4 separate regions of the Danio rerio genome follow, and all the other regions are linked to region 1. Evidence: chromatin contacts called from public HiChIP or PLAC-seq data. All regions are on one chromosome and are shown on one strand. Each heading gives the region's core, a stretch centred on a gene start, on an enhancer-like site or on the middle of the called end of the contact. The rest is flanking DNA. Distances are from core to core; before and after follow the strand shown.

What was found. HiChIP or PLAC-seq counts read pairs in DNA pulled down with a chosen protein or histone mark.
Region 2: a contact with region 1 is called in an H3K4me3 HiChIP or PLAC-seq map of gastrula embryo, with 6 times the contacts expected there. The contact joins the promoter of ppm1nb here to the promoter of diablob in region 1. A contact is called at or near these places in 1 of 18 Hi-C or Micro-C datasets (embryo) and 2 of 4 datasets of contacts at active chromatin or transcription factors (embryo and gastrula embryo).
Region 3: an H3K4me3 HiChIP or PLAC-seq map of gastrula embryo shows a contact between it and region 1, with 4 times the contacts expected there. The contact joins the enhancer-like site here to the promoter of diablob in region 1. A contact is called at or near these places in 12 of 18 Hi-C or Micro-C datasets (caudal fin, embryo, fibroblasts and 4 more) and 3 of 4 datasets of contacts at active chromatin or transcription factors (caudal fin, embryo and gastrula embryo).
Region 4: an H3K4me3 HiChIP or PLAC-seq map of embryo shows a contact between it and region 1, with 4 times the contacts expected there. The contact joins the promoter of kcnk12l here to the promoter of diablob in region 1.

What each region holds. Positions count from the first base shown.
Region 1 is chr21:22,981,497-22,989,137 of GRCz12tu, forward strand. diablob (diablo, IAP-binding mitochondrial protein b) reads right to left here and starts at 5,522. Exons shown (of 6, transcript NM_001243034.1): 1 at 5,448-5,522; 2 at 4,912-5,047; 3 at 3,375-3,500; 4 at 3,171-3,281; 5 at 2,834-2,930; 6 at 614-1,165. The coding sequence starts at 5,488. The coding sequence ends at 975. or113-4 (odorant receptor, family A, subfamily 113, member 4) reads right to left here. Exons shown (of 1, transcript XM_017352938.4): 1 at 7,176-7,641. The coding sequence ends at 7,191.
Region 2 is chr21:22,826,312-22,832,940 of GRCz12tu, forward strand. It overlaps ppm1nb (protein phosphatase, Mg2+/Mn2+ dependent, 1Nb (putative)), which reads right to left and starts at 2,131. Exons shown (of 6, transcript NM_001103117.1): 1 at 1,430-2,131; 2 at 423-994. The coding sequence starts at 1,841. rtn2b (reticulon 2b) reads left to right here and starts at 3,179. Exons shown (of 8, transcript NM_001029959.2): 1 at 3,179-3,231; 2 at 5,078-5,285. The coding sequence starts at 3,219.
Region 3 is chr21:22,844,084-22,851,027 of GRCz12tu, forward strand. No RefSeq gene overlaps it. Among named protein-coding and RNA genes, the nearest start is that of rtn2b, 18 kb to the left of the region's middle. Within about 2 kb of position 2,003, at least 9 of the 62 cell types and tissues checked have an H3K27ac peak or open chromatin away from gene starts, as enhancers often do.
Region 4 is chr21:22,807,369-22,814,335 of GRCz12tu, forward strand. It overlaps kcnk12l (potassium channel, subfamily K, member 12 like), which reads left to right and starts at 3,636. Exons shown (of 3, transcript XM_021469073.3): 1 at 3,636-4,589; 2 at 4,948-5,737. The coding sequence starts at 5,335.

The sequences.
Region 1 (7,641 bases), core at 4,272-6,771:
ACGGATATGGAAAACCGTTTAAAATATTTGTATTTTTAGATTTATTCATTTATATATCTTTATGATATCGTTCTGGATTTATTAGGTATATCGTTTTAGTCAATTGTATACAAATGTGTTAAAATTTAATTTAACATTTGTTCAACTGAAAATGACATTAGGCCAAATTTCATAATAATAATACATATTCTGTCAAATATGGATTAACTCCAATGAAGTGAAGTAACTTGTGTTGTCCAAATTAACAAACATGAAACATGCCATTTAAATATAAAATTATATAATATGGTGTAAAGAAATGTTGTGCTAAGTTAGAAAAAAATGCCATAACGACTTAAGAATAAAAGTAAAATAGTTTTCCTATAACACAAAATAAATAATGAATCCAGATAAATAAATATATAAATAAATATGCAAGTGATGTTGCAAATTTCAGCACAGGTAAGTAAAGTCTTAATCAATGTATTAATTATGGATAACTTGTAAAGTTTAGAGGAAAATATTTGAAATAAAAGTAAGGCTTTAAACCACACAGGTTTTATCAATAGATTTTTAAATTATCTAATACTTTAAATTTTAATATAAACAAAAAAGTAACCAAAATCAAAATAAATCCTTTTAGTGGTTTATTCTATAAAGGTAGCATCTTTCTGTAAATGCAAATCACACATATTATACATAAAAAACAAAACAACACAAAAAAAAAAATCAATTGCACACAAACCTGAAGCTCCTGATCTGGAAAACAAGATTACAAAAAAGTCCCCTTTCCTACCCTCATAGTTTGATATTTAATACTTCTTAAACTCATTCATATACATTTTCCTAGCTGAATCATTTCTCAGCATCCATCCTGAACCACTCCCACACACAATAATTAACTTGCACATAATGTGTATGCAATACAAACAGGATTCTGTGCTTCAGTAGTGGTACATGTGTGTTTTAAGGCTGTGTAAAAGGGCTTGATTCAACTAGTCCTCTCGTAGATATGCATCTGGGATATCCTCATCCTCACTGAGGGCCACCTGAAGCCTCTCGCTATACTCGGCTTTAGAGTCTTTGAGTTGTATCTCAGCCTCTAGCATGAGCTGTTTAACCTGCTCCACCTGAGACTGTGCCACCTGCAGACTGGACTGTGCGGCCACTGAAGCCTGATCAGCTCCTGGAGAAAATAGACAAATACAGCAGATGGATAAGAGTGCACTTCAACAAATGAACACCAAGTGGCAGTAGGTGTCCAATTAAAATGGGTCACCACACTAAACATACTTATTTCCAAAATGCCATGATATATATTAAAGCTATACAAAAGCTGACAGGAAAATGTTTGGTTGACATATCTTGTGTTGACTTCTATTTGCTAATTCTTACATTTTAGAATAATTAAACATACCGTTTTTAAAACTGATTTGGTTGTCTTTCGAATGGTGAATTTAAATGGTGACTACATACAAGAAATGTGCATATTTTCCTATAATATATAATATCAACAATATCAGCACATAATAATGATTTCTGTGCATAAATATGTAGTTGAAGGAAAATATTACTAGTCCACCTGTGAAATTTAATTTTTACAGTAATTCACAAGTGCTGTTAAAAGGAGTAGGGGAAATTTCTCAATATTTCTTATACAAACTTTCTTTCTTTTGCAAAATAGCTTTTGTCTTTTAGTTTGACTGGAATAAAAGCATTTTTATTATGGTATATATTATATTTTGTTTGACCACACACAAGCCACAGTTGTCCAGTGACTATCCTAATTACCCTAACTTGCCTAGTTAACCCAATTAATCTAGTTAAAACTTTAAATGACACTTCAAGGTGAATATTAGTATTTTGCAATATAATGAGTAAAATATTATGTAGTGTTATCATTGCAGAGATCAAATAAATTAGTTGTTAAATGTATTATTTAAAAAAATATGTTTTAAACAGCACTTTTATAATAATTAATATGAAAGGAGCACTAATATTTTTTTTCTACTTTTCTTTGTTGTGATGTGTATTGTGCAGCACATTAGTCAACCTCTGGTTGTGTTTAATAGTGCTTTATAAATAAAACTGATATTGAAATTAATAATTTTGTATTCAACTACATGTGAATATACAGCATACACAGTATGAGCAATTCCAGCATTATGGATGTGACGTTTGCAGTAAAATCTCAACCACAAAAATTCACAGAGAAAGTATATGTAACATTATATTTAAACATCTGTTTATATTTTTTAAAACAATTAACCACAGAGTTATAGAAGCAGAAAAATATCAATCTGTAAAAAAAAATTGTAATTTAAATGAGAAAAATAAGCATGCATTATTGATGTGACAAAAAGTTTGTGAGTTTACACTATAAAGCACACTTTGTAGACATTCTGTGAATTATACTGCACAACCCAAAAGAAATAATGCTAATCAAAAGAATGAGCGCTGGCTCACTATAGAACAAAAATGATTGATTATTTGACATTTTTTTGCATTTATGAGGAACAAGCTTTGATATGGATGTGACAGATGTAAAATTGGCACTTGTGTGATTTTGGGAAATCAAATATAATAAGCACAGTAAAATACTTGCTTGAAAAAAAAAAAACACAGAAACGGTTTTGCTATTTTGGCGAAAACTTAATTTTTGTTTCATGGCAAGGTTGACATTTGCATGGAATTGCTCAAAACAATTTATTTTCTTGTTGATTCAGACATAAAACATATTTCAATTTAATTAAACAACTATAATTAAATAATTATCAGAACTGCTAAAATGTTTCTTAAAAAAAATAACATGAAAACTTTGAACATCTCTAAACATCCAGAAAGTTAAAGCTACCTGCATTGAAAGCTGCCTCTGCTGCCTGTTGCGAGAGATTGACGGCGGTCATCCAGCAGGATTCAAAGTGTGTACAATTCTTTCTCCTGCCAATTACCTGATTTTTTTTAAACATTGAGAAGAAGGTATAGTCAGCATATCACAATGGCATATTCAACAACTATTAGATATTGCAAATATTGCAAAAATGAAAATAATTTAAAGTGTTACAACACATTCAACACATCTATTAGTAGTAGCAGTAGCAGAAGTAGTAATAATAATAATAATAATAATGATGATAATAACACTAATAATTTAGGAGCTCATGAACTTCTGGGTATTTTAAAATCACTACCTCCTGACGCTGACCAAGAATGACCTTCCAGATGGCATTCTCTTCCTCAGGAGTAAACTTGCTGATGGATGCCTCATATTGCTTGTGTAACTCAACAAGAATGTTTACGGCCTACAGAAGACAAAATATGGAATGTTGATTTTGCAAACCTGTTTAATGATGAAAATGAAACCATCGATTCATTACTGCAATACTAGTGATTACCTTAATGTACCCAGTGAAGGAATCGATCAGTGCTAAAGTAGTTTGTGAGAGGAAAGTGCTTGCACTGTCAGTGACCAGAGACGATGCTCTCCTTACTAGATCTTCATGGGACAGATTTTCTGGTTTCTAAATGAGACAAAGGCAAAAAAGAAAAGTTAAAGTGTGTTTTTTTCTTCCTTCTGGTCAGAATTTAGGTGAAAATAACAGAAATTAAATTAAGCTCATAAATATGAATAAGCTAGTTCATTTTTCAAGACCAGTCAGAAATATACATGAGCCAAGTCGCAAGTATTTGCATTGGTAGGCCATAAAATTGATTGTCAAACTAAAATAAACATGCCTGCTTGTAGATTAAAATATTTGCACAAAATGTTACAAATAAAAAATATAAAACACCTTTTAAATAATATTATCGCTTTTGTGAAAACAACAAAAAAATCTGCATTGGGATGTTAGATAATAAATTAAATCTGAAATGGTTTAAAAATAGATAACATATAATAATGCTGTTACAGTATTTTTATTTCTAAGGGATAGTTCACCCAAAACTGAAAATTCTATCATCAAAATTTACTCATCCTTTACTTTGAACAAGTCCTTTACATCCTATTACTCCAAATCTGCTTGACTTTCTTTCAGTCATTGAACAGAATGGGGATATTTTGAAGAAAGCTTGCGACATTAAATTTCATAGCATGTATTTTAACTACTATGGAAGTCAATGGTTTTTACAAAATATATTATTTTATGCTAAATAAAATAATTTAACTTAAGAATTGGAACTTATATATTATATATGTTATATGTTATACATGTAAGGGGGCTTGACAAACCATCTAATGCAGGGGTCACCAATCCTGGTCCTGGAGGGCCGGTGTCCCTGCAGGGTTTAGCTCCATCTTGCCTCAACACACCTGCTTGGATGTTTCAAGAATACCTAGTAAGACCTTGATTAGCTTGTTCAGGTGTGTATGATTAGGGTTGGAGCTAAAATCTGCAGGGCACCGGCCCTCCAGGAACAAGTTTGGTGACCACTGATCTAATGTATAGGATACACACTTCCTCACTTTGTTAGAAACACTTCTATGTTTCTGTTTGTACAGATAAGCTATATTTTTATACTTTGTACTGCTTTTCTACATTCACTTACTCTATTGTGAAAGTCTTTGAATAGTTTTATTTATTTTCTATTGCATAACTTCTTCAAATCTTGTTAAATTATTATTGTTTTTATTATTTTTAAGGTCAAAGGCGGTTGTGTAAGCATTTCACTGTATACCAGAGTGTTTACTAAAATGAAACAAATAATAACAAAATAAATATATTCAAATAAAATTAGACTCAAGTGCGAGTAAATTGTGAATATGTTATTAATTTTAGGGGGGTAAAACAGCCTACGATTAGTTGCAAAAACCTCAGTCCGTAATTGACAACCAGTTTATCTCCTAAACACTGTTGTTGCTTGTTACATTTTTAAATTTTAGACATTTTATCAGTAAAATAGTGTATAGTGCAGTGACAGTGTTGTTGTGCAGACCTGAAGGAAGGGAACAGCACAAATAGCACCAGTGACACTCAAAGTCCTCCGGTGTTTCCTGAAGATCCCGGGCAGCAGAAAGAGTCTCCGGCCAGCCTGACACGAGCCGCCGCTGCTCAACAACGAAGCTGCATAGCTAACGTACACACAACAACAGCAAAAGTTAAGGGGAAAGCAACAACACCTTATGACGAATAATACAGTTGCTCAAGTCAAAAGCAGCATTTCGTAAAGATAAATTTAACAAACTAGGCCAAGTGGAGCAGAAAATAAGCTCTACAATGGAGTAGAATCATTAGCGAATGTTTTCTACAACTGCCAAAACATTGATCGGTCAACGCTAACGTTACGTTTGTTTAAGCAACTACTGGTCCTTTATTGATGATTGTACAGATACGACATATGTATAAGTTAGCTAAAGTTAAGCGTGGTCTGTTATTGGTGATTGTACAAACAACAACAAATACTAACGTTATACAAGTTAGATAAAGTTAAACGTAATAACGTTACTTGATACCGATGAATAAATAAACAACCTCAGTCCTGCAGCGAACAACTTCCTCCTGTACGCCGCCATACTTGTTAAGATGATGAAACTGTAACATCTCCTTCTGTCGGTGTTGAAGAGAATTGCACTCTTAACATCTTGATTCATATCCACTTTCTGATGCAACAAACATTTCTTTCACAATTTTGTCAAAGTGCTTCCCATACCTTTTTTTTTTTAACACAAAGTGTTTATTGACAAATGTGCGTTTAAACTGTAAGTTATTACAGTTTTATAAATAATGTTATAAGTATAGAATTTTAAAATAAATAAAACTTAAAAACTTATAAAAAGGGGGTATGTATTTCGAACCACCTAAACCCCCCATACGGGCCTGGAAGAGTGTTCAAGAACACATTAAACCCCATATGTGAAATTTACAATGTTTATTTTGCTAGCACAGATTATTATTCTTTAAGTAAAAATTAATCTCTGTAAATTAATCCACTTAGTTGATTTGTTTGTTTGGGTAATCTGGCAATATATATATAAGCATTACATTTATTAAATAAACTTAAAATAAAAGTATAATTTCCTTATTGCTGATATATGCATAGTTTAATTTTCTCTTTTGGGAGTCTATATAACATGTGCTGTATTTGAATTGTCATAACCACCACCACAACCAGCCCTACAAATATACGTCTACCTGAAGGCCAACCACAATGTCATGACATTTATATAGTCAAGTTTGTAAAACAAGTTTGAACTGTTCAATAAGTGCCGCAGGTGTTTTGCTTTCTAACCTTATCAGCCTTCTCATCTTTGACCCAAATAATATTTTTCTCTTTTTTTCCTGTGCTTGGATACAGTTGATAGCTACATACTATTTCATCATCTTTTTTTTGATGGAGACCAGTTATTAGTTTGCATTAAAATAGTTGCCACATGTTATATAGTTTATTATAATTTTTGAAGGGAATTATCTATTATAATCGCAAGTAATTTGTGTGAATCTGGCTCCTTAAGTAAGAACAACTTATATGTAGATTCGGCAGAAATGCAAGATTTTTTATATTTTTATTTCAAAATGTACACTGGCACATATCTATTTTTAAAAGACCAAAGTACTCAGGCACAAAATACAAGCAGGAAATGCTGTGATCACTACATTAAAAAACAAAAACAAACAACAACAACAACAACAACAACAACAACAACAACAACAACAACAACATTTCAATACAGACTTGGTACTTCTGTTGTTGGTACTTCTGACAACACTACGGTCTCACAGCTTGACCAACAATCGAGAAGCAGCATCTTCTCACAAGAAAACTCAGTGCATGAATAATAATTAGACACCAACATGCCATCGAAGTACTCACAGAAGCTTCAGAAGCCGTTTTTACTTTTTTTTTTGGCATGAATGAGGATTCTGCTAAATGTTCCCAGCTGACACATTCACTGAAGTCTGAATACGAGTGGGTCACATCCATCAGTCATGTCTATTGATCATGCTAAGTGTCAAAAGACCCCAAAGATTAACTTCTTATTAAAGAAAAGGCTTGTGTTTGTGAAGGATTTAGATCCTGAAGACTGTTCTCTGTGGAAAAATATTCATCTCTGTTATTCTTTATTGAAATATAATATGATATAATATAATACATAAATAAAAATAATAAAGACAAACATTTGTTTGCATCAGTTTGTTGAGTATGTCTGATTCAACTTTAATAAATAGTGGCAACATACAACACTATACAAAGTGCAAATGTTTAAACCATTGCTATTACACATGTAGCTCTATTAAAACTGGTTTGACTTTACCTTTACCGAATGTGAAGTAATATTTAAAGAGACAACAAAAAGCCTGATCTCGCATACCATAAATAAGAGGACTTAGACACTTGGGGAAAACTATAAACACCACAAAACAAAAATACATCACATTTATTGCAGTTAAATAGTTAGTAGACAGATAAATAGCTTCTTGGACAACTCCAACTAAGATGGACATTGCACCAAGACCCAGCTGTATTAGATGCAGAAGAACAGTCTTATTAGCTTTTTTGGCTGACAGTTTATCACAAGCAGCAGTTTTAGCCACAGCTGCTATAGAGGCATAGGTAAAGATTATAACAAAAGACACCAACACAAAAAATATACACGTGAAAGCTATGTCAATGCTCTTGTAGATCTGCAGTCTGAAAAGTATAATTCTTGTGCAAAATGAATTCAGA
Region 2 (6,629 bases), core at 881-3,380, 160 kb before region 1:
ATGCAACAGCCTGGCTTAAGTCAGCTTGCAGTGTCATAACCAACAGACTCTAGATTTCGCATTAGAAAATGTAGTTGACTGCTCCAACGCTAAAATACTTAATGACTTTATTTTTTATATATATATATTTTAGACCATCTAAAGCACATTTTAAAGCTGCTTGATTTTAGTGTCTTGCTTTTGAAGAACAGTTTGGATCTGGCCATCAAACATAAGCACTGGATGTAAAGTTTTGGTGGTAAATCCAATGTGACAAAATGTGAACCTGGCATTTTCTGGTACTAAAGGTTTTACCCAGTGAAAGAGCTGTCACCAGAACCGCTGATGCTGCACAGACCCAAAGTTGCTCTGGGAAAAGAGACCAAATTGGGCATGAATTGGTCTGAACCAAATACTACATGAAATCTTTTGTTCATACTAACCTTATAGAGGCAAAGGTCGATGACTTGGGAGCAGACCTCCCTCAGGTCGGTGCAGATACGCAGTCGGCTATGTACGAAGGCACAGAGCTCTTCATTACTGACAGTGTCCCACACACCATCGCAGGCCAGAACCAGAAACTCATCTGCTGGCGAGCGCTCCACCACAGACACTTCTGGTTCTGGTGATACCATCTGTTCTGTGACTGACCGCCACTCGACTGTCTTGTAGCTGAAGTCCCCCAATGCTCGGGAGACTGCCAGAGAGCCATTCACTCGCTGCAAAGTGACCGATCCTCCAGCACTCTCTATCCTCTCCTTCTCACCTGGGCTAAAAGGCTTGTGGTCCTCTGTCGAAAATGCCACTCGCCCAGCACGGCACAGAACAGCCCGAGAGTCCCCGCAATTCACGAAGTAGATGTGGTGCGGAGTGATAGCAGTGGAAACGACAGTGGTCCCACCCCGCTCCCAACCCTCACGGCAGGCCATGGCATGAAGGTGCTTGTCCATAAGAAAGAAGCCCTCCTTGAAGCCCTCAGTGACCCTTTCCACATCTTCATCTGCTCGGATCTTGCCTGAGAAGAAACCGCTCATGTAACAAATGAACCAACCCAAGCTAGTCTGCTATTGCTAGTGCAGGATCTATCAGTGATCTTCAAACAGATCACATTTGCTTATTCACAAATGAATATAAAGGCTTTATTAGTGAAGATTGCAAGGACAAAGCGTTATGTGAAGATAATTGCGTTTCCTACATAGGGAACATGTTGTACACCTCAATTAACTTGTCAGAACGCAGCCTAATGAAGTTTTAATGTTGCAGTGGCTTTGGTTGTACAGCAGGTCTACAAATTAATCCAGTCTCAAGGGATTGTCTCAGGTGTAATCTAAAGAGATCAACAATGAACACGTGATGTGATGATCCGATCTACAGTAACATTATGTACTTTATGTATCTACAGCACAATAAACAAAAACGCCAACTGATTTTAGGACAGCTTGATGCTCACCTGTACCTAAGATGTGATCAAGTAGATTTCGGGAGCAGTTCTGGGCCACAGCACTTCCTGCATGTCCATCGAAAACAGCGAAGAATGCCCAGTGGGACAGTTCCCCTCCAAGCTGAGGGAAGCAATTATGGAAATCCTCCATGTGGGCCCTCCAGCCCTGCATACTAGCCAGGGCATAGGTAAGTCCCCAGGAGGCACAACCCTCTTGCATGTGCTTGTCCAGAACTGGCCGGTCCAAATAGGGGCTAGGGATCACCCCTTCCTCTTCTGCCCCCTCTTCGCTTTCGGACAGCTCCCCTGCGCCTCCTCCTCGTCCCCCTTTAAAAAAGGAGGTGACCCTTTTCTCTGTCTCCTTTACCAGCTGCCTTACAAAAGCAGGCATTTCAACGCTTCCTTTCCTAGATGTCCTCATGATGTCTTTTTTGCACTCGTTTGAATCCGTTCACGGCCTCCACCCTGTGCTGTAGCTCGCTGGCTTTGGTTTGGCTGTGTGCAGCCTTGCTGTTCAGGGCCTTCACAGCATTATCTCCCGGGAGACTGATTCTGCACCTTCAAGCATCATCGAGTGGTCCAATATAGAATGCTTGGATATCCCTTCTCTCAGTCTACCCATTGCTACAAATCTCACTGAGATCTAATCTATCTGTTGTCACGGTTGCTCCGTCCAATTTGATCCACTTTTATTGCCTTCCTCTCCTATATGTCAGTGATATTCCCTCTCTCTAAGCTTTCTCTCTGTCTGAGCCCGTTATTTTCCTGTCATCCCTCCGATTGGCTGAGCTATTTCTGTGCACCAATGATCTCGCTGGCCCTCCCTCTTGTTGTACACACCAACATGCAATCCTTTCGCAGAGTGGCTCTCTCTCTTTCACATGTTCAGTGCCTCTCCCTCTCTCCCTCCCTCAGCTTCTCCTCCTGAACTCCCTCTGTTAATCATCTGTGCTGAGCATTTGATAATTTTGGATTACCTAACATGCACAGATTAATGTGCATAACAGATTTTTCACAGTAGCCCAGCATGAGGGAAATAAATAAAGAAAGAGAGACAGTGTACGTTCCATTGCTTTTTCTTAAAAACTGTTATGTGAACCAGATCCAGTGATTCACATTAAAGAACACGGTTTGCCTTGAGCAGAATTCATAAATGGCATATTCAGATACGAACTCAGGAGACTCTAACAAGGGTTGTTTCAGACAGATTAGTGGATTATGTAAATCAAAAATGCATTCATAAACATTATTACGTAACAAGATATTTTTGTCTTTGTAACTCTTCTTGTGTGTCTGCGGAATGACGCAAACACAAATGTCACATGAATAAATGTGTTTGACAGCTGAACAATGATTGCATCATTCTGATAGTACTGACTCATCTGCTGGGTCAAGCTACCTGACAAAAGAGAGGCCTTTTCATTACCGAAGTTATATGTAGATAAAAACCTACATGCATCCTCAGGTAGGTGTTAAAGGCTAGCTTTTTTGCTAGTATGTCGGAAGATAAAGCACAGCACTCTTTGAGCAATGCCTGAGCAATTTGCTTATATCTAAGCTTATCCATTTCCCTTGAGATGCACACAAACACATGCTGACGTCTCAGGTTCCTTAAGCTTGGAACAGCTCATAAGGGAGTATAGCTGTGTGTGTTCGTAAAGATGGGGTGTCCAAGTGGTTGAGATATTATTAGGTCAGGCCAACCCCTTCCAGCTGACAACGCTAAGATGGCCAAAAAAAGCCCAGAGGGTTCGTGGAGTGCTAGGAGGAGAGGGGGTTTGGTGTGGAAGCAGCAGAAATGGCCAGCAAAGGTGAGAGTCTTGAGCAGGACTGAACAGCACAGGGAATCAAGCTCTCATGAGCTGTATTGTTTACACGTGTAATCTGCTGGTACACGAATAGCAGGTTGGCAGTAACTGAGGTAGGTTGGGGGGAGGATAAGAGATCAGATTGAAGTTGAGTGGTGCTCTGTAGAGGTATAGTAATGCTGCTGACTAGTCAGCACATCATACAGGACTTTTCCCAATGGAAGTTTGGCAGGCTGATGGGATCTGATGGATGGACTACCTTCATGAGCGGACTGATGCATGACACTAGGATTTACATTTTGAGGCAGAGGGAGAAAAGGAGTCAATGATGTCTGAATGAAGTAGGTGAGATCTTCTCTCAGTCTTATTTTGGCAGTGCTGGCAGACGTCTCCCCGGAGAGATTCAATCTGACCCAGCCATGTTAGGCTGCAGTAAAGTACATTAGCAGGAGGCCTCGTGGAGGGTTTTATGCAGAGAAGATTTTTGAAGGTTTGGACTGATCTAATACAGGCTCATTCGGCTTTGCACCAGTGTGCACACAGCATTCGTTCAAGATTTGCACCTGCATTTGGAGGATAATCAGAGTCAACAGCTGTTGAGCTCTGTTGGCTTCACAAGAGAAGGGGCGTTCTAATGCACACTGCCATTAGCTGTTCTGCCCTGATTGTGTCCATGTGCTCTCTAACACTCTAAAGAGCTTCTTGGCCATTTATGTCATGTGTTTGACTTGGTGATGTAACATTTGCACTAAATTAATGTGCAGTTATGTGATAGATGAGCTCATGGACAACTGCAGTGGACTTTGGATTCAGATTATTCTATTTGTGTGTGTAAAAAAAAAATTGAATGTGATTACAGACTTGACATGTCTGGCACAGCCTGGAGTGTATAACGTGACCAAGCTGTTTGACAATTGCACGATTTCATCAAGTGTTTTTGGCTGAGTCTGCCTTGATGATCACATGTCTGCTTGTCAAAAAAAACAATGCTAAATGAAAACTTCTGGCCGTCTCTATCAATCAGTCAATACATTTTATTTATATTGTCCTTGACAATATTAAGGCCACTCCTGCGCATGAGAATTTTTCAGTTTTTCTTTTCTCTTCAGTTTTATTGTGCTGTTTGAGTGTTTTCAGTCTGCTTGTTTTCACACTGTTTGACAAAACCAAAATACCAAATGCCTGGCAATGTATAGCATGACAAAGTATATTTTTAAAAATCTTTAAGTTTTTAGATGCTTACTGGATATATACTGAACCCCTTTTATTACCCCTGCATCACTTGCATACAAACAAAGTGGATTTCTGGCTGGCTAAATTACTGTAAATTAGCATTATCCAGTAAAGTTATTGAAAATAATGTGTTTATGTTTTATAACATTGTGTTTGGCCAATAAGGTGACATTTTAAGCATAATTCTAACATATGATCTTCTTTTATGATATTAGAAGTCCTGCTGAACTGAAGCCAGTTTTCAACTATTTTCATTGAATCCAAAACCTGTTTTACATTTAGAGGACCATTTACATCATTTAATAGATTAAATAACTAAAGTGAATTAATTTACTAAAGATATTGCAATGGACCAAAAAAATGGATGAAATTTGTAATTTGCTAGTCTGTGGCAGACAGTCTAACACACAAATTGCCTGACACCCAGTGGAAACATGCGCATCTGACCACACAAATACTTCACTACAAATCCCCCTTGAGACAGACTTCAAAGTAATACTCAATGATCTTTGCCTTTTCCCCTCAGTCTCTTTCTTTCAATCATTCTGTCTGATTATTTGTTTATATTTTTATTTTCCTGAGATTTCACACATTTTCTTTTTCTTGCCCTCTCTAGTGTTGGATCTGATATACTGGCGGAATTTGGCAACCACCGGGGTGGTGTTTACAGGTTTGGTTGTGGGCTTGGCTTCTTTGTTTCAGCTCAGTGCCATTACAATTCTATCCAACCTCGGTTTGAGCATTATGGCCTTCACCCTCCCTGTACGCTTGCTCTACAAAGCCATGACAGTTACCCGTCTCAATGATGGATCGCATCCCTTCCAGTGAGTATGCTGTGCAAGATAACCAATGACTGTATACAATTAGAACCTGAAATATGTAACTGATATTTTTGTTTGTTTATATTTTGAATTAAGGTAACTGTAACAACAGGAATAGTTTCTCCCACTTCACTTTTATTTTCTGTAAGATGTTTTGTTGTTGTTGTTTCTGGCTTTACAGTATGTGCATTTAAATCACTGAAATGGTTGTTTCATAAACCCTTTTGCAACATTTTAGTTGTCCAACTTCCCTCAAAGTATGTAATCTTTTTTTTTTGTGAAGCAAAAATACATATTTTTGAATGTTTTTAAAATAGACTGAACTCCCTTTATCTGCCTATATCTCTTCTTAAAGTTCCAAAGAAATCAAAACTAAGCGTGATTCTGTTAGCCCACATTGTTATTTTTGTTGTGAACATATAATCTGTGCATGTCATTGAAAAAAAAGTTAGCCCTTCTAATCTTTAATTGACTTCTGAAAATCCACTTCCTGTTTGTTTTCAGTAAAATGGTCGGATTACGTATATTTTAGGAATTGGGCGTGACTAACATATTTAATCGCACTGCTGCTCAAAACTGTCAGTTTTGACAACAAACAGAAATCGTGGACAGGAGGTGTCTGTTAGGTTGTAATAATTCTCCGCAAACCCTTTCCCCATCTTTTTAAATGAAATGCCTACTTTACTACATCCATTCATCTTGCAGTAGACATTTAAAATTTTGTTTTTGCATCACAATAAGAAAAAATAGAGGTTGCAGCTTCCATAATTCCAAAATAGTTTTGTTGGTATGGATGTAAACGGCTGCGTCTTTCCAGCATTTTTCAGAAAATCTTGTTTTGCGTTCAACAGAAGGTTGAAAATTTAGAACCACTTTAGTAAATAGCATGTAAAATTTTAAATTTGGGTGAACTATTCCTTTAATAATCATTCTTTCTTATAAGCCAAATTTAGGCATGTTTTTCCTTAACTAATTCTTCTTTCAAATGGTAAAGAAATATTAACCTTTAGAATGTGGATTGATCTGTTGGTCTGCTTAGAATTTTGACCTGGAAGAGTATACAACATCCACTCACCATTGACACACTCATTTAAACATATTACGATTTGGGAAATACTAGTTATAATTTTTAATATTATTTAGGATTGATCTAGTTTTCAAATGTAATACTCAAAGAGATTTGAAGATTCAGCAGTGACTTTATTTTCATTGATGAAGGAAAAACACAATAAGTAACCGCTATTTCTATGTCTTAAAGGTGTTGTATGTACATTTTTGACTCTGCTAAAGCATTAAAATGCTATAATATATTTGCAGACATTTAAGAAACATGCTAAGTGAACTTTC
Region 3 (6,944 bases), core at 753-3,252, 140 kb before region 1:
ATAAAGCAAAGGAGTACACAGGATAATAAACTGTAATTTTGTCCATGATGAGATCCTCGCCGATGATTCTGCCAACACATTTAAGGATTGTGGTTGTATAAAAGCTGCAGAGGGAAATACTATCTCGAGTGCGTCAGCAAGATTGAGCTCTGCTTCTTGCACTTGACCAGAAACATTTGCAATGAAATGAGACAAATAACTAAACAGAAAATAACTCAAAATGCCTTAAAGTGACATCAAATGAAGAATCGATTGGCCATGCAATTCATCAGCAGCCATCAGACACAAACAACACCAGACTGCAGCTGCATCAGACACGGATACGAGCACCTTGAGCCAATTAAAGAACACTAAGCTTTGTATTCAACAATTGGTTGAACATGATCTCACAGCAGGGACTGTCCAGTGGCATGATGGGATAGCCGAGGAAGCAGTGCTCTACAGCTGAGTGCAGGTCATACATGAGGCCGTCTGGCGAAGATGTGGTAATTGAGTTTTAGAGAAAGTGCTTTCACAGCGAGAGCAGCGTCACAGAGAGATCATTGCAAGGTAAGTCACAGAAATCTCTTTTTATAGATCAGAAAGTCAGAAATTTTACCACAATGACTGAAACGATATGAATTCATTTGGTAAAAAGAGCAACCGTTTATTGCTGGTTTAATAGTATTGATTGTCTAAATGGATGCTATAAATTGAGCACTCTCCAGTCTTGTTTTCTCTCTGTGCTGATGTGCACTAGTTTTAGGGTGCTTTCACATCGGTGGTTCAGTTCATTCGGTCTGGATCAAGGGCAACAAATGATACAGTTGAAATCAGAATTATTAGCCCCCCAGAATTTTTGGCCCCTTGCTTATTTCTTTCCCCAATTTCTGTTTAACAGAGAGAAGATTTTTTTTCTCAACACATTTCTAAACATAATAGTTTTAATAACTCATTTCTAATAACTGATTTATTTTATCTTTGCCAAGATGACAGTAAATAATATTTGACTAGATATTTTTTAAGACACTTCTATACAGCTTAAAGTGACATTTAAAGGTTTTACTAGGTTAATTAGGTTAACTAGGCAAGTTAGGGTAAGTTACTGTATAACGATGGTTTGCTCTAAAGACTATAGAAAAAAGAAATAGCTTAAAGGGGCTAATAATTTTGACCCAAAAATGGTGTTAAAAAGATGTAAAACTGCTTTTATTCTAGTCGAAATAAAACAAATAAGACTTTCTCCAGAAGAAAAAAATATTATCAAACATACTGTGAAAATTTCCTTGCTCTGTTCAACATCATTTGGGAAATATTTAAAAAAGAAAAAGAAAAAAATCAAAGTGGGGCTAATAATTTTGACTTCAGTTGTACACTATAGCATTTTTCTGCTGTTTTGGGTCCTTTTCACACCACACTGATTGCTTTGGTTCAAACCAGTAGAAAAAGAACCAAAATGCAGTCATGTGACAAAATTTACATCACTCATTGGCCAGACAGCTCATCGGACTGTGGCAGCTGGCATTCCTCCAAAAAGGCGCAGTACTTTTTGCGGTCGACTCTGTTTTAGTTCGGATCATGTTCTCACCACAAATGGACCGCTCCAGGGTTCGTTTTAAAGCATACAGAGAACACCTCTTCTTCTTTTGGTGTTCACTCGAGTGCGATTGCTACATTCACACCTGCCCAAACGAACCGCACCAAGAGGGAAAACGAACTCTAGTGCGATTCAACTGAACTCAATAAGGTAGGTTTGAAAACACCCTTAGACACCGACATCAAACATACAAATAGAGTTGTTTTTATAGTTGGCAAACTTCTGACCTTTTTGACTTGTAATTTTATAGCGAGCAGTTTTAATTAAGAGTTGAACCCTTTCTCTCTGTCCTTTTTCACTTTGCGGAAAACGCTTCAATGATCTCATTCACTGAGACCAAATGCCACAATGGCCACAGATAATGACTGGGACAGGCTGAGAGAGCATCTCTTTGTTCCCGAAATTATTCAAGGAAACTTCTCCAAGTCAGCCTGGATGACTTTGTTGGGTATCCGGACAAGGGGTCGGGAGAAGGGAAGCAGTGTGTGTCTTGTACTATCCCGAAGGATATGCATTGCTCTCCCTGTCTATCCATATAGCATCTGGCCAAATAGTGTTGCTATCAGTAATGCCCCAATCACGCTGAGATGTTTATTGCATGCTTTTTGAAAGTCAAAAATAAAACTCTCTCTGAATAAACAATATGAATAAAGTAATATAAGTTTTCTATAAGTCTTAATAGAAGTCACAGTCACTTTGGTACATTTCTCAGAGAAGAATTGAAACTACCAGTTCAATCTTCATCATCATGTCACTTGCGCACATCCCAAAAAAAAAGCAGAGTACACGGTTATATTGAAAACATAAGCAATTTGACTGCCTTATCAGCACACAATGATCAAGGACTTGTCATTCTGATGGCATTGATATGTTCATTGACACAGATATTTTGTTTTTGAGAAATGAACTAAGGATTTTGAGCAAGAGACTGACTTTTGCAGGTAACTCATGGTGGTTTACTAATTGTATGTGGTGTTGAGAAATGCTTAAGAAATGTATCAAAGTGACTGAGAAAAAAAGTGTTATATAATGAACAGATTTATTTTGGGTTTTTATTTACAGATTAGTTAACAATGTTTACAAAATTTAAATTTGGTCACAGAGCCTCGATCATGCTTGCTTGACATGTGAGAACCAATGAGATTTGTTCTTGGTCATTGAGCAGGTTTGACCGACATTCTGTTTATGTTTGATGATATATGATTAAATGTGAATAAAAGTTAAAATTACATGTGTTCATTATGTAAAGCTACTGTGTGGGCAGAATAGTTGGAATAATCCATCTGGTTTGCATATTTATTATTTGATCTTTTTACATAGATTTGGGTGCATTTAGAAGGGACTAAAATGACAGATTTCATTAAAAATATCTTCCCTTGTGTTTAGAGTATCGACAAAAGGCTTATGGAGGGTGAAAAAACGATTATAGAACTTTCATTTTGGGGTCAACAAAGAAAAATTGAATACAGTCACTTACGGAAAGTTTATGCTAAATAAATAAATATACAGTTGAAGTCAAGTTTATTTGCCCTCCTGTAAATCTTCTTTTTTTCAAATTTCGTTAATGATGTTAAACAGAGAAAATATTTTTTTCACAGTATGTCTGATAATGTTTTTTTCTTTTGGAGAAAGTTTTATTTGTTTATTTGTTTTATTTAGGTTGGAATTAACGCAGTTTTTAATAAAAAAAAAAAAAAGATTTTATGATCAATATTATTAGCCCCCTTAAGCAATATTTTTTTCGAGTCTATAGAATAAAACATTGTTATACAATGACTTGCCTAATTAACCTAGTTAAGTCTTTAAATGTCACTTTACGCTGAATACTAATAACTTAAAAAAATATCTAGTCAAATAATATTTACTTACATCAGAGCAAAGCAAAAATAAGTTATTAGACATTAGTTAATAAAACTTGATTAGAAATGTGTTGAAAAGATCTTTCTGTTAAACTGAAATTAGGGGAAAAATGCAAAGGGGCGTAATATTTCAGGAGGACTAATAATTCTGACCTCAACTATATGTACATGACAATCTTTGACATCATTTCCCTTACACTGAAGGTCAAATGAAGTACAGTACTATCACAGATAAGCAATCCAAATTCCTGAGGAAGCTGTGAAAATAGTCTGAAAAAAAAAACCCTGCCTGTGCAGTGGCAGTCCTCAGGGAATGGATGGACAAATGGAGAAAAAGCAGGGAATTGAGCGAGAGAGAGAGAGAGAGAGAGAGAGAGAGAGAGAGAGAGAGAGAGAGAGAGAGAAGTGGATGACGTATTAGACATTGAGCAGAATCAATTGTTCACGTGATCTTCTCCCTCCATAGGGCACCTTGATCCCCCTGGTGTTAACAAAACACTTGCATACACATATTCTCTCTTAAAACACCAGATGTATCGTCCACAATTCCTATGTCCGAGCCTGAAATGCCTCGACATTCACTAACAAAGAAAAATGTATGCTATTTTTGGCTTCCTGTAAAAAAAAAAAGAGAGAGAAAAGAACAAAGAAAGCCTCTCGCTTACAAAAAGGCCAGAACGGAACTGAGAAAAAACTCATAAATAATGATTAGAAAAGAAGAGAAGTTGGGCGAAAGAGTCTCACAGTTTCAATCCAATAAGGGGAGTGACTGGGTTTAACAACAGCAGAGTAATCACAAGGGTGTCTGGGAGAGGAAGACGTAGTGCAATGTTATACAGTAAAGCGCAATTTTGTATTGATTTGTATACAGCAAAGTCATTGCATACTGCAGAGGTGCTTGACTAGTTTTGCTTTTAGTTTGTTTCCTCAGATTGTGTTTTTCTCTTTGTATAATGCTTTTTCCCCCTAGTCTGATGCAGTCGTTCCCATCTTGGCTCTATTTGAACCACATTTATAAAAAATCTCTTTGTTTTGTAAGAATTTATTATTTCATTTTCCTTTGGCCTTGACCTTTATTTATCAGGGGTCACCACAGCGGAATGAACCGCCAACCATTCTGGCAAATGTTTTATGGAGCATATGCCTTTTCAGCCACACCCCAGTACTAAGAAACACACACACACACACACACACACACACACACACACACACACACACACACACACACACACACACACACACACACACACACACACACACACACACACACACACACAATGGTCAGTTTAGTTCATCAAGTTCACCTATGGCTCATCTTTGTACTATGGGGGAAACCGGAGCACCCGGAGGACACTCACGTGAACACGGGTAAAACATGCAATCTCCATCAAGCAATGCCAACTGGCCCAGCCGAGACTCGAACCAGCAACCTTCTAGCTGTGAAAAAAATGTGTTTTAATATGCCTCCATATACTTAAAGTAATAGTCACACCTGTCAACCCTCCTGTTTTTCCCAGGATTCTCCCATTTTTTACAGTTCTATCCCGCTAACATCCCGTAAAGGTATTTTCCTGTATTTCTCCCATATTTTCAGTCTTTCTATTAAGGGTGGCAATAAACATAACAGAGCTGGTCCTCCCTTAATCCAAACCATACTGCCGAACCACCAGGGGCCGCTCTTTCAAATGTGAGTCTGTTCTGTGCTTTCGTTTTATTTAGGCATTAAAACCCTTTGAAATAAATCTAAAAACAGTGGGTTTCTCTTCCTTTTCATTAGTCTCCATGCGTGACTGTCAACTGACGCGCTCCATCTTGATAAATAGACAATATACATAGTTTCCCAAACATATTCTGTACATAAGATTTGAAGAGGAGCGAAAGCCTGGGTTTTGGGTGCATGCTTGAACAGACATTTACCCATAAATAATAATATCATCTAAAGATGTCGATCTTGTGGAATTTTTTTTTAAACACAACTAATTTTGTCCTAAATGAGCATAAAAGATTAAGAAAGAAACCGAATGCTTTCATTTTAATGTCAGATGTGTGCATTTTTAAAGTGACACTCGTTATTTAATGTAATAAAACGGGGTCAGGGTTGGGTGGTAATCCTCTATTATGGTGGGCATATCCCTTATTTTTACATCCCAATGTTGACAGGTATGGTAATAGTTGACCCAAAAACTAATATCTGCCATTAATTTACTCACCAGATCATCCAAAAAAGTAGGTGACTATTCCTACTGCAAGTGTATCCCATCAATCCTCATATTCACGAACTCATGTGCTGGAATTAGAATTGTTTAGGAAAATGTTGCTGTGTAGGTTTACTTAAATATAAAATCTGAAAATACAACTTGCTTGTAGACAGGTCAGTGTTCAAGTTACAACACAAACAATAGGAATGATCAGGCTGTTCCTCATAAAAGAACTGGTTTGTTTGCTTTGTCATGTTACTCTTGACCTCACAAGTTGATATCCAGGCTTTGTTTTTCCCCCAAAATTAGGTTGAAATTAAATGAAAACTTTTGTTTTCTTTATGTGACCCTATTGTTTGCTTAAGTAAGTGATAGACGTTATTATGTTCCGGGTTTTTGAAAAAATAAGTGTGTATATTTAAAATGCTATAGTTTAAATGCAGACTTGTTTATGTTGTATTTCATATATGTCATAATTCTACTAGATTACGGATATATCTTTTATCGTTCTGAAAGTTTTTTTGGGGGTACTATAATTGTTAACATGTAATAGAGGAAAACATGGTTATTACCATATCCATTTTATACCATGTAACGCAAATACTGTGGTGTTACTGATATTTGCACCTTTTGTGGGAATAAGTGTGAAGACATTTCTCACTTGTTTTTTTTTTTCATGCAATCATTGCTTTTGAATGATTTGAGTACATATTGCTTTTTCAAGGTTAATATGAGGGGCACTTTGCACCTTAAGGATGTAATTTGTTAATTTGAAAACCAAAACAAGTGGCTAGAACCCACTGTGAACTTTCTTATACTTACTGGGAAATTTTGCTTTCACAAACAGAGGTTCCTTAAAAAAAATGTAACTTTCATAGACTTCTTATGTGAAATATAACATTTAATTAAATCACTTAGATTAATTGACAGTAAGAAATGTGCTTCTTTCTTGTGTAAATATGATGAGATCTTTCATGGTACTTGAAATTTTTTTTTTATTGCATTATTATTTATTTGAATTATTACGTTTTTAATGTACTTTTAATGTTTTTTTTTTGGTTTTGCTCTTTATCCTGAGTATCTTATGTAAAAATTCTGTAAAAGAACTGTTCTCTTTTACTCTATTTTAAGTTGTGTTACGCAGTTTCTTGAAATTTATTTAAAAAATAATAATAATAATAAAAAAAGTAAACAAACCACCACAAAAGAAACTGTATATCCATTCCTAGCCAATAGATTGTGTCCATGTATGCGTCAAGACGCAAGAGCCGTTTTTTACTTTTCTCTCAGTCTGCTATTGTTCGGGGCTGG
Region 4 (6,967 bases), core at 2,386-4,885, 180 kb before region 1:
ATACAGTCTTGTGAGCTGGCAGACAAGATGAAAGGCAAGGGTGGGCTGGTCAGAGAGAACAAAGCAATGTCGTCTCAGCCATCTGAGCACATCGCACAATAGAAAGAGAGTACCACGGCTATATTTTCGTCTGTCAACATCAAACAAAGTGATATTTTAATGTCGGTAAAGCAACAAGGAAATAGCGGTCTGTCAGTTGTTTGGAGCTTTTAAATCACCCTTGTTGAAATGTCCTTGAATTTTCTGGGAGATGATTGTAATCGGATAGAGGAGAGGGCGATTGTGAGTGTTTAGGTATTTATCATGACAGTACTTAAATATAAATGACCATAAATTGCACTAAAATGCCATTACTAGTACTGTTACGGAGCTACCAAAATGTGTGTGCGTATTGACTTTTGGCCTTATGAATAACAGGAAGCAGGTGATTAAAAATGTATATTATTATGCAGATATATGAACCCGCTTCATATCATCAGCTGTTGATTCATAAAACATTTTCAGTTTACGTCAGTGGAAATGAATGCAAATCAAGTCTTCAAATATCCATGTCACCTCTATGAAGATTATACGGTTTGAGGGCATGGTGTCTGAAATCTAAGTAAATCACAGTAATCATCAATACGTCTCTCTGAGTGTGTCTCAAAAACTGGAGCAGCCTAACAAGACAGCCAAGTGCCAAGTCTGGTCTGGACTTACTCAAATATAGTGTTTTAACAATTTTTTTCGGCATAAAAATGAATCACTGACATTTACCTCTGTTAACTGACCAGAACCACTGAATGAACTAGTATTAATAAGACTACCATGTTTGTATGTTTTACAGTATGATATGAAGCAAGTTGGAAAAAAGTGACACATGGGTATCAATTTTAGAAAATGGTTATAACATGCATATTGTTCAGGCAATATGTCAACAATAAATGATAAGACTTTTGATTCTGTCAAAAATGAATTTGGTTAATTATGTAAAGCTTTTGGCATAATTTGCTAAATGAGTAGGACAGAATCAGCTGTAATACAAGTTTGTTCTATTCTCTTTTACACTCACTGGCTTCTTTAATAGGTACCTGTGCAACTGCTTGTTAACGCAAATTTCCTCAACCAATCACATGGCAGCAACTTAGTGCATATAGGCATGTAGACATGGTCAAGACGATCTGCTGCAGTTCAAACCGAGCATCAGAATGATGAAGAAAGGTGATTTAAGTGACTTTGAACATGGCATGGTTGTTGGTGCCAGACGGGCTGGTCTGAGTATTTCAAAAACTGCTGATCAACTGGGATTTTCATGCACAACCAACTCTAGGGTTTACAGAGTATGGTCTGAAGTGTGGGCGCAAATGCCTTGTTGATGCCAGAGGTTAGAGGAGAATGGCCAGACTGGTTTGAGCTGATAGAAAGGCAACAGTAACTCAAATAACCATTAGTTACAACTGAGGTATGCACAAGAGCATCTCTGAACGCTCAACACGTCCAACCTTGAGGCGGATGGGCTACAGCAGCATAAGACAACACCGGGTGCCACCCTTGTCAGCTAAAAATAGGAAACAGGCTACAATTCACACAGGCTCACCAAAATTGGACAATAGAAGATTGAAAAAACATTTGTCTGGTCAGATGACTCTTAATTTCTGCTGCAACATTTGATTGGTAGGGTCAAAATTTGGCATCAGCATCATGAAAGCATGGATCAATCCTGCTGTATCAATAGTTCAGGCTGCTGGTAGTAGTGTAATGGTGTGGGGGATATTTTCTTGGCACACTTTGAGCTCATTAATACCAAATGAGCGTCAAATCAAAGCCACAACCTACCAGAGTATTGATGCTGTTGATGTCCATTGCTTTATGACCACGGTGTACCCATCTTCTGATGGCTACTTCCAGCAGGATAGTGTGCCATGTCATAAAGCGTGAATTATCTCAGACTGGTTTCTTAAACATGACAATAAGTTCACTGTACTTACATGGCCTTCACAGTCACCAGATCTCAATCCAATAGATAAATCTGATAAATACGCAGCAACTGCGTGATGCTATCACGTCAATATGGACCAAAATCTCTGAGGAATACTTCCAGTACCTTGTCAAATATATGCCACGAAAGATTAAGGCAGTTCTGAAGGCAAAAGTGGGTCCAACCCGGTACTAGTAATGTGTACCCAATAAAGTGGTTGGTGTGTGCAGATTATGTCAGGAAAAAACATAAATACTAAAACCCCATAATATCCTATAAACTGACAAACATGTCATGGTAAGAAGACCTATCAGTAGAGCAAGAACATTCAATAAACTTCAACTTGGGTTAAAACAAGCATTTTTTGAGAGTATCTAAATCATTGACTGTCACCATCTTTGGTATCTCTATGAAAATTCAACTTTCACACAGTGGGATCAAAAGCAGTTTTTGTCTATGACTGGCTGTTTAATGCATAAATATATCCAAACGCTAAACCTTATAAAATATGTCATTTTATCTGAAATGCTCAGCAACTATTGCACAACTTTCTTATGGATAGGGCTTAACAGTTGGTGTTTAGAACTCACTAGTATTTTATAGGCTATAAATATTTAATTGTATTTCTAACATTAATTAAATAAATTTTTAACATTAATTAAATAATCTCCATTCTCAAAATTGCCAAGGTTTTTTCTCTGCCTTGCTGTGTGTTTTTTTTTTATTATTACTTCTAACCTCTATACAACATTATCCTAAAAATGATGTGTATTTTCTGATATTTTTTATTATATTTACTGTGTTTACAAAATTGTTAATGTTACAGGCCCATAGCCAAGGGGAGTTTGGGTGGTTCGAAAGACTCACCCCTCACTGACAAAGGTCCAAAATTTGTCACATACATGAGCTCATTTGTCTTTTTTTTGACTGCTATGCCATCATAAATTGTGAAAATATCCCATCTAAAAAGACTTTAAGACCAAGTGGAACCTATGTCGCTTTGATGGAAAATAATTGTTTGTATTTGCCAAAACTGATTAGCTGAAGTCACAGCAGTCCAACATCCAGCTGTGCAAGAAAACATAAGAATCTGATGTAAAAGACGTCATCTTTCACTACTGACCTACTGTATTGTTGTTAAATAGATTTTTTTTTTCACAAGTAACTATTATTGTAAATCTTGGACCTTTATTCTAAAAACAAAAAAATGACCAATAAAAAGGCGTGAAGCACTAAAAGTGGCCCTTATTAAAATTAATTTGAATACTAATTTGACTATTGTTATTTATGATTTTAAAAAACTTTTCACAAGAGAGGCTAGATAAATCATTCTTCATTACTATTAATATTATTATGTTTTTTCTTGTTCAAAGGGCCAAATTCTGACAAAGGAAAGTTAAATGTACTGGACTATTTGTTATTTGTATAATAATTGACAATATAGTAGTTTTTAATTTATTTCTATTTTATTCCCATTTTATTTCTAATGAAATATGATGTAATAAATTTTTATTTATTTATTTATTTTATCTATTCTAAACATTTTTGGTACATAACAGTGTGGTTTTAATCACGATCTGACAAGCTAATCCAGCTTAAAAATAGTGCTTAAAAACATCACGAAGAGGAATATTTAAATCTAATAATTAAATATAAACGAGGCGAATACATGCAAAAAATCCACTTTTTGAGAAAAAAAAATCACCCCTTTCACTGGGCTGGTTACGGGCCTGCATTAAATACACGAAGGTTATATACTGTCATGCTTGCGCAGGTATCTAATATTTTTACAGGCCTAACTTACCATCAAAACTTGTAGCCAGATAGAGTGCATTTTAATGTAGCAAATTAATGAGCTACACAATTTAAACGCCACATTCCAATGACACTTACGCATTACTTAAGGTGACCTAATGAAAAGATGAAAGGATTGTTTACCATTTTCAATACATCCAGAATTCTGACCGCTGGATATTAAAGCGCGGGTACGAGGATGGGCGTGACACGCGAGTGGCCAATTGTAATGGAAATATCAGTCACGTGCATCTCTTTAATACATAGTTAGACATTTTTAACATAAATGTATCCGAATTATATACATTAACTCATGAATTCACTAGGCGAAAACAAACGTCACAATAAATAACGAAGTTGGATTGACTTATTAACATGTAATAATAAAATAACATGTATTGATAAAAAATCACGACAAAAATACTTAGAGGCAAGTACTTGTTGCAACCAAAGGAATGAATCAGGGAATTATCTTGTTTTTAAAGAATGCGAAGGATTCTCAGTTAAATTAATAAAGATTACCACATGTATTACCAGTACAAGCTCGGCTCATTACATTTTCGTCTCTCTCTCTCTCTCTCTCTCTCTCTCTCTCTCTCTCTCTCTCTCTCTCTCTCTCTCTCTCTCTCTCTCTCTCTCTCCCATATTTTGTCAGCTGCATCATTCAATCACGCACTGCCAAGGATTCACACTTGCCACGAATAAAATGCGCCTTTAGGTTTAACTAAACGTTTCCAACACTTTTGACTCTTTTAACTCTTTTTAAAAGACTCGATTCTGTTGGAGAATTACGGAGACATCAGAGGTGCTCTTCATCCAATATCACATGTACAGTCAGGTACGTACCCTTCAATTTGTTTCACTCTAAAAGTTTTGTCGTTATTAACTCAATCGGACAAATATGACTGACTTCCTAAATATTAGCCATATTTTTTTATGATAATAAATAATCCAACTATAATTCAGTAATTCAAAATTGTATAATTTTAGTATTAATACTGCTCTTTAAAAGCATAAAAATATATCATTTTAAATGTACAACATGTGTATGATGGACCAATGATAATTAATGTGTGCTTAACTTTTTTAAATCAGTCAGTATCTAGATATATTTAAATTGTGTGATTTTATACTCTTTTGTTTAAACTATTATTACACTAGATTAATTAAAATACTTATTTGTATCCTCCAAACAGCTTAAAGATGATTTCACAACAAGACCACAGCATTATATCTGACTGTTGCAGCACCAGCTATACTTGGACAGCGAGATGGGGAAAGATTACAATCTTGCGCTTGCCTGCCTACTGTTACCTGCTAATCCAAAAGGTGTATCTTGAGGTCTTATTTCCCGGACCATGTGTCATTTTACCTGATAACCTTGCTTTTTACTGTGTCTTGGTCTCATGGCTGCTGGAGGAAGTGATGCAGTTATGAATCCAGCAGAATGAAGAACTTTGTCCTGTGCTCCTTCATATTTGAACTGCATCTGCGTGCAAGAGCATCACACAGTTTTTATGTGACTCTGCACCTCATCTAAAGCTGCTGTGGTGAGTGTGTGACAGAGTGTTTGTGTTGTGTGTATGAAAGTGGCTGTGCATGTTTGCCTGTTCTTGTCATTTCCTGCTGATGGTCAAGTCATGCCACGTCGAAGAGATGCCAGCAACAACTGTTGCCTCCCACTTCACCTGAATGAAGACAATGCCCGTTTCGGCTTGTTGGCAGCCCTCATCCTGCTCTACCTGCTGTGTGGCGCGGTGGTGTTCTCCGCACTCGAGCATCCCTCTGAGCTGCAGGCTCACCAGCGCTGGGAAGAACAGCTGGCCAACTTCACAGAGCAAAACAGTGTTCATCTCAAATCACTGCAGGTCCTGCTCAGGCAATATGAGGAGGCCTTTGCAGCTGGAATCCGGGTGGACAAACTTAGGGCCCGCTGGGATTTCTCAGGCTCCTTCTACTTTGTTGGTACAGTGATTTCCACTATAGGTGAGTAATGTTGCATTTAAATTTCCTTATCTGCAAACCAGCTTGCCAAAATAGCTTGCCAATTAGAAATAAACTAAAGAATCAAGTTGCAAGTTTAATACATTTTTATGCATCATTATTAAATGAATACTTTGATTGCTAAATTTCCAACTGGTACTCCAGCCCCCCAACAAACCAATTCAATTCAAAGTGTTTTTTTCATATGCACAGTAAGGAAAGTGGTTCCATGTACAATGAAATTCATAGTTTGCTGTCCACACTAAATGCCAAGGAAGGTTTAAGGTATAAATTGTTTTATAATTTTACAAAATAGGCAATTGTGCATAGCATGGAAAAAGTAAACATCAATCAATATAAGCTTTAAATAAATAAGAAAAGCGGTGTACATTGACATGCAGTCTGACATACCTACAGTTGTGCAAAATTCAGATGCAATTTTGTCAGGAGGTAACAGCTGATGACCAAGATGAGCCAGGACCATGGTTCCAGCAAACAATTTTGTGTTTAATGGATGTCTAATAGACATTTAAACGTAAACAGCTTGGCTAAAACAAGGCTAAACTTGGGTTGTCTGTAAAAATCTAATAGACATCTAAGAATAACCCAAAACTAGACTAGTTATCAAATAGACATATTAGACAAACTTTATATGTGTAGTCATTCATTTCTGTTTATTTAAAGACTAGCCTAGTTCTGGCCTATTCTTAGACGTCTATTAGATTTTCACTGACAAACCAAATTAGCCTTATTTTAGCCAAGACCACTATGTTTAGACATTTTTAAGACATCTATTAGACATCTTTTAAAACAAAGAAAATGCTTGCTGGGGTTTTGCTAGCACCAGGCCCTTTGATTTTCAGAATGCAGTATATGATGTGAATTGCAGAATTTCATCCTATAATTGGAATTTACTGCATAAAACAGAATATCACAGAATTTGGCATGTTTTAAAAGAATAAATCAAACATAGGTCTGTACTTCTGATCAAATCTCCAAATATACTAGTATTATGTAAATATGAAGTCTGCCTGTTCTGCAAGTCTGTTTAAATTAAATTCATTTACAACATGTACTCAAACCATGTGTGGCTCTTGTGCTGTTTTCAGAGGATATTACATAAACTTTATCTCTAGTTTACAAGCATTTTAGGTTTTATTTGAGAAAAACAGAGGGTCTGCACAAGCCATTAAAATAAAACTGAAAGTGTTTAACTTGAAAACTTTTGTTAGA